Regions from separate parts of the Oryzias latipes genome. Here region 1 is linked to region 2. Evidence: chromatin contacts called from public Hi-C data. All regions are on one chromosome and are shown on one strand. Each heading gives the region's core, a stretch centred on a gene start, on an enhancer-like site or on the middle of the called end of the contact. The rest is flanking DNA. Distances are from core to core; before and after follow the strand shown. Region 1 holds the start of ror1 (inactive tyrosine-protein kinase transmembrane receptor ROR1). Region 2 holds the start of raver2 (ribonucleoprotein PTB-binding 2).

Evidence for each region. Hi-C and Micro-C count contacts between places; a contact is called where the count stands out from the background.
Region 1: a Hi-C map of embryo shows a contact between it and region 2, with 4 times the contacts expected there. The contact joins the promoter of ror1 here to the promoter of raver2 in region 2. A contact is called at or near these places in 3 of 5 Hi-C or Micro-C datasets (all in embryo).

Annotation. Positions count from the first base shown.
Region 1 is chr4:16,130,370-16,133,183 of ASM223467v1, forward strand. ror1 (inactive tyrosine-protein kinase transmembrane receptor ROR1) reads right to left here and starts at 1,453. Exons shown (of 13, transcript XM_020702460.2): 1 at 1,263-1,453; 2 at 1,029-1,175. The coding sequence starts at 1,131.
Region 2 is chr4:15,910,650-15,913,726 of ASM223467v1, forward strand. It overlaps raver2 (ribonucleoprotein PTB-binding 2), which reads right to left and starts at 1,580. Exons shown (of 16, transcript XM_023954321.1): 1 at 1,130-1,580. The coding sequence starts at 1,420.

The sequences.
Region 1 (2,814 bases), core at 203-2,702, 220 kb after region 2:
GAAAAAGCTGTGCAGCATAAACATTAGAGCTGCAATGTAAATTGAAGCTCTAATGCATTTAGGGAGGACAAAAGTAATCCAAACAAAACCTGAAAATCTTCCACATTTATGATTCATCACTTCTCATGTGGATTGGGAGGATCATTAGATACTAACACTCAAATGCCAGCACAAATATTTCAAATGCTTTCCATGTGCAGCTCTGGGCTGGGAAGCACTTGAGATTGTTGTTTTTTTTTTGACTGTCTTATATCATTTAAATCTCTAATAACTGACAGCAAAATATAAACACACATCAAAATGCACATAAACTGAGACAGTGGTACTTGAAGACTGTGTACTTCAGATTTAACATGAAATAAAATAAAAGATTTATACAGATACATCTGTAAACCATTTGTCCAAAATTTTTCAAAATTGATAGATGTCACCAAAAGAGTTAAAGCCAAAACCTCTGAATGAAAAAGGTTTAAGTTTCCACTTGTTTTGTTTTACTATTATTATTTAGAATTTTTATTTCATGCACAGGTTTCATTGTTGAATTATTAATGAATCAAGTTTTTGTTTTTTGTTAAATTCTTTAGATTTGTTTCTGTCAAACAATGACTTATTTCGCTCTAATATATAAAACAAAGTCTTTTTGAAAACAATAAATAACCTGCCATGCATTCCCTGTTCTGCTGCGTTTTAAGGGGGTTGGTTCAGCGCACAATGGACACCCAGCTGACTAGTTAAGAGCCCCCCTATTGTCTGTGAGTGGAGTCAAGACTTTCCCCGTGGCCAGGTCCCAGAGCCACTAAAGAACCATAATCTAAAAGCCAAAGCTTGTTTGCATGAGAAGAGAGGCTGGATGATGATGGCAAACAGCTTATAAAGATGTCCCGCCAGCCTGAGGACGATCCGGGAGTGGGGAGGGAAAATGGGCAAAGAAACGGGGAAAGGATGATGAACTGATTTATTAAATTCTTATTTGATGAGTGGAAGTAGGGATGAAGGAGAAGGAAGGAGGAAAATGTGTCAGGACTCACCAGTCGCGCTCAGGATCAGGGAGATGTGGAGAAAGGTGATCCAGAGTGCGCAGGCTGGACATCTCCAAAGACGCAGACTCACTGCTACCCAACGTGGATACATTCCTCCGGCTCTTCGTTCAAACTCAGCCCGCGCTGAAAATCCAACTACGCAAAAATAATTGACTTCAAGAGCTTCCCAAATTCTCTGACAGACCCAAAACAGATCAACTGCGCGCTGCTTGAAAGGCGCACCTGAACTATTAAGTCAGAAAAATGCGGGAGTCTTTGGAAAACAGTCTCCGCCGCTCCTGGTCTGTGCCTCGTTCTCTTCTCTGTGGAGCCCCACTCACTTTGCCCCGACTGTGCCTCTCCCCGCACGAGCGCAACCGTTCCAACAAACTTCTGCTCCAAACTTGTGCCCAAAGAACACATGGGTCTAATTAACTCAGGGTCGCCATCGTGTGTTTAATGCAGGAACTGCAGCCGGGCATCCTTTCGAGCCGCTGTCAAGCTTGCCACTAAATATATACCTGTTCAACGTAATTGCTGCGCGTGCACGTGGTGAATGACACTCGCAACATTATATAGGAATAAGAAAGTGTCTCATTAAGAAAATGCGTCTCACCTGTCTCATTTTAGAAGAAAAAAAAGTTATTTTTTTTACATTGTGTGGGTTTTTTATGAGTTACATTTATGTATTTCTTCTGTTTTAACCCCTTTGCCTTAATGCATGAAAGATTTGTTTTCACCTGATCTAATTTTTAGCTAAATACATTTCAAGAAATATGCATGTTGACTGTTAATGCTTGGTATACATTTATGTAAATTCCATGAACTGATGGGGGGTTTATTGAATTATGATATGACTAATATTCGTTGGACACCCTCAGCTGAAGTGACTGAGGTAATCAATGAGCTCCTCAGTGGCAAGGCTCTGGGAGTGGAGAAGTCCGCCCCGAGTACCTCAAGTCTGGATGTGTCTTGGCTGACACGCTTCTGCAGCATCGGGTGGCAGTCAGGAACTATACCATTGGACAGGCAAACAGTGGTGATGGTTCCCCTTTATAAGAAGGGGGACCGGAGAGTGTGTTCCAACTACCAGGGAATCACACTCCTCAGCCTGAGAGTCTATGCCAGGGTACTGGAGAGGAGAGTTCATTTGATAGTTGAACCTCAGGTCCACGAACAACAGTGTGGTTTAGGTCCTGGTCACGGAGCAGTGGACCAGCTCTACACCCCCCTTAGGGTGCTGGAGGGTTCGTGGGAGTTCATTCATCCAGTACATATGTGTTGTGTGAATGTGGAGAAGGTGTTCAACCGTGTCCCCTGTGGTGTCCTGTGGAAGGTGCTCTGGGAGTATGAGGTGCGGGGAGCCTTACTGAGGGCTGTCCGGTCTCCGAATGACCGGAGCAGGAGCTTGGTTCGCAATCACATAGCTGGCAGTAAGTCGGACCTGTTCCTGGTGCATGTTGGACTCCAGCAAGCTTGCCCTTTATCACCGCTTTTATTTATAGTCTTTATGGACAGAATTTCTTTACACAGCCAGGAACCGGAGGGATCTGGTTAGGGACCACAAGATTTCTTCTCTGCTCCTATAAAATGATGTTGTCCTCTTTGCTTAATCAGGCCAGGACCTGCAGCGTGCATTGGGGTGGTTTGTGGCTGAGTGTGAAGCAGCTGGAATGAGGCCAAGGTTCTTGACCGGAGAAAGGTAGTTTTTCCTCTCTGGGTGGGTGGAGTGATCCTACCCCAGGTGGAAGAGTTTAAATATCTTGGGGTCTTGTTCACGAGCGGGGGAAGACAG
Region 2 (3,077 bases), core at 330-2,829:
AAAACTGAGTTATTTATGGATGAATGTGTTTATCTCATGAAACAAAAGCAAAAAAAAGAAAAAATCTTCATTCTTCTTCTAATGGAGACCATTTAAAGGGAGTTGATATTTCCAGAAGGGTTCACTTTGTAAAATAAACTTTGACACGTTATTGTGCTGCAAGTCAGTTCTAAAGTACAGTTATATCTATTTTAAAGGTATTTCCTGTGGTCTTTTAATTACCATTATACTGTTTTAGGACAAAATAAAAAAATATTTAAAAAGTGCATTTTCTAGTTTCTGCAGAGCGGCAGGAGTTCGTCAGAAATTCGCCTCCGAGTTGTGGGCGGGACAAGCCCATTGAGACAACAGTTGTTATGATTCTGGGCTATACAAATAAAATTGAAGTGAATTGACTGTTACCTGCGGAGTAAGCCTGCCCTAAGTTCCCATTATCCCTTTGTTTACACACGCTCTCCCACTAGTTTACAGCCCCTTCTCAATCTCAATCTACTATTAGAGGTGAAACAAAAATGTGAGCAGTATCGAAGCTATTGAGACTTACAGTTTAGATCCAGAAGAAAACGAAGGTGAACATGGATTTATTTATCACAATGGAGCAGAGTGTGGACATAGTGGTCCAGGACTGCAGCAGCCACGTCACTGCTACAGGCTTTTTCAAATGGTATTTTTTCACCTGCTCCCGATTCAAAACAATTTGAAAAAATAAGTACTGAGAAATGCAGTGTTATGCTTAATTTTCTTTATACATGTCTTCCATCATCACAAAAATTCCACAAGAACATGAAAAACACGACTTTCGTCAGATTGAGTCTTTTAAGAAACTTTTTTTAAAAATATACATTTAAAGTATTTTTCCCTTTCTGAAAGAAACGCTAATTAGAGAAGTTACGTAGTTGTATTAGGGTTTGTGACATTTATAAACGAAAAATAATGAAGTTACTCGAGACAAATATCATTTAGCTTTATGATAACCGACTCTCCCATAAAGAACTACTTTTATGCACATTAACTGAGTTCATAGCAAAAAAAAAAAAAAAAAGTTGAGAAACTGCAAAGATACCTGCACTTCAAAACTACAGTCAAAGTGCCGCTCGCAACTTTTCAAAATAAAGAGGCGCGCGCGCACCTGGTTGGTGGTGTCGGGAGGCAGGTTCTTAATGAGGATCTTTCTCCTGTTGCTCAGCTCCAGGCGAGTTTTGGACAGCCTCCTCTCCACCTCCTCCGGCTCCAGGTCCGACAGGTCGCGGAGGCTAATCCCCAGCTCCGAGGGCTGCGCTGCCGCCGCAGCCGCCGCCGCCGTTGCCTCCTCATCCTCCGGCTGCCGACTCTCCGGGCTGTCCATTCCCGGCGAAAGCGCGCCGTCCTGGTCGAGAGAAGGGTGAACGCTCGGCGGCTGGATGGACGAAGCTGCCGCCATCTTGGGTAGCAGAGAGGAAAGTGTGAGGAGCGCGAGGGAGTGACAGGGTGATACGGAGAGCGCGCACGCGGGCGCAGGTGGGAGGTGTGTTCAAGTGCGCGCGCGCGTGTAGGAAATGCGTCCAAAATGTAATTAGGATTTAAAATGGGGGCGGGGGGATTACTGTTAATGCATAATGTGAATAGTTCATTTAATATGTAACATTTACTTTAAAAAATATTTCCAAATAATCCAGCCGGTTAATTCAGTATCATGGCACTGTGTCAAATATTTTACCGGCAATTACGTTACGTTTGGTGAAAAGACATTAAACACCCTAAAGACAACTGGATTTTAATGCAAAAACTGTTAAAATAAAATAAAAAGAACAAAGGAATTTATTGATAAATATTTCAAACTATTGATCTAAGCATCCTGTTTTGGCTCACGTGATCCCCCTGAATATCAGGCTGGACTCCTGGCGACCCCAACTGTCCAACTGTTTGCATGGGAGCCAATGCAGATTAGTTGAGATTATCATGCAGACACATTTGCCCCCTTTTGGTTTGCAGGATCAAGATACAGAAGCACAAAGACAACAGGCATAAAACATGCAGGGACGCTGCTTCGTCCATGCATGATTGCCCCAGCAATGGATTATTAAGGTGTATAAAATGAAGCTCTATTCTTATATTTATCCATGCAAAAACATTTCTTTTCAACAAATGGAGAAGAAAAGAAAAAAGCATTAACTTCAAAGCCAGTTAGCCTTCCTGTTCTTAATGTGACAATGAATGGCTGTGTGCTTTCCTTCCTTTCTATCCAAGTCATCCATTGAATGCCAACCTAACAGCCAAGAGAGCCTGCCTGCCCACTGTGGGTAAAAATCTGCTCCTGGCAAGCACAAGAGGAGGAGAGCTCCCTGCCGAGTCCTTACAATGCCTATGTGCCTCTAACAGACAAACACGCTGCATCGTCACACTCTGAGGATTGCATCGACCCTCACATGCAAACATGGAAACATCCACACATCAACCCAGTTTAAAAATATTTAGAGCAAGATTGTGTTGAGGCCTGCAAGAGACGATGAAAGCAACCTCCATGTTCTCTCCCTCACCATCTGTGTGGAGCACTTTTTGGCAGATCCAAGTCCAGACAATCGCACTTGTCAGTGGGTGAAAATGATCTCACGTTGCCAAATGGCTCAACCATTTTTTAGCTGGATCTTAGTGATGGTACATGAACGGCTTTGAATCCTTTGATCAGAGTAACCCCCAATCCACATCACAGTGAAAAGGTCACAGACAGGGTTTTTTGTACTTAAAGCAAAATATGATGTCTGTTCAAAGATGAGGAATCTGTAATCTATCTTTTTTAAAATACACAACTATTCTATAACAATACTGAAATGACTTGAGTATGTTTGGATGCCAATCTATGCACAGATATCCACAAAACCCTATGGAGTCATGACCAGTCTACAACAGTGACGTGCAGTCAGGAGAGGCAGGTGAGGCACAGCCTCACCTGTCATTATGGGAAGAAAAGAGAAAAAATAAATTCAATTATTATATTTAATCAGTAATTTGTGCTTTGCAGTCATTTTCCATTTAAATGTACCATTTTTGGGTGTTTTTTCTTTTCAAAATCGCTGAATTTCCGCATTTACCGTTCAGAT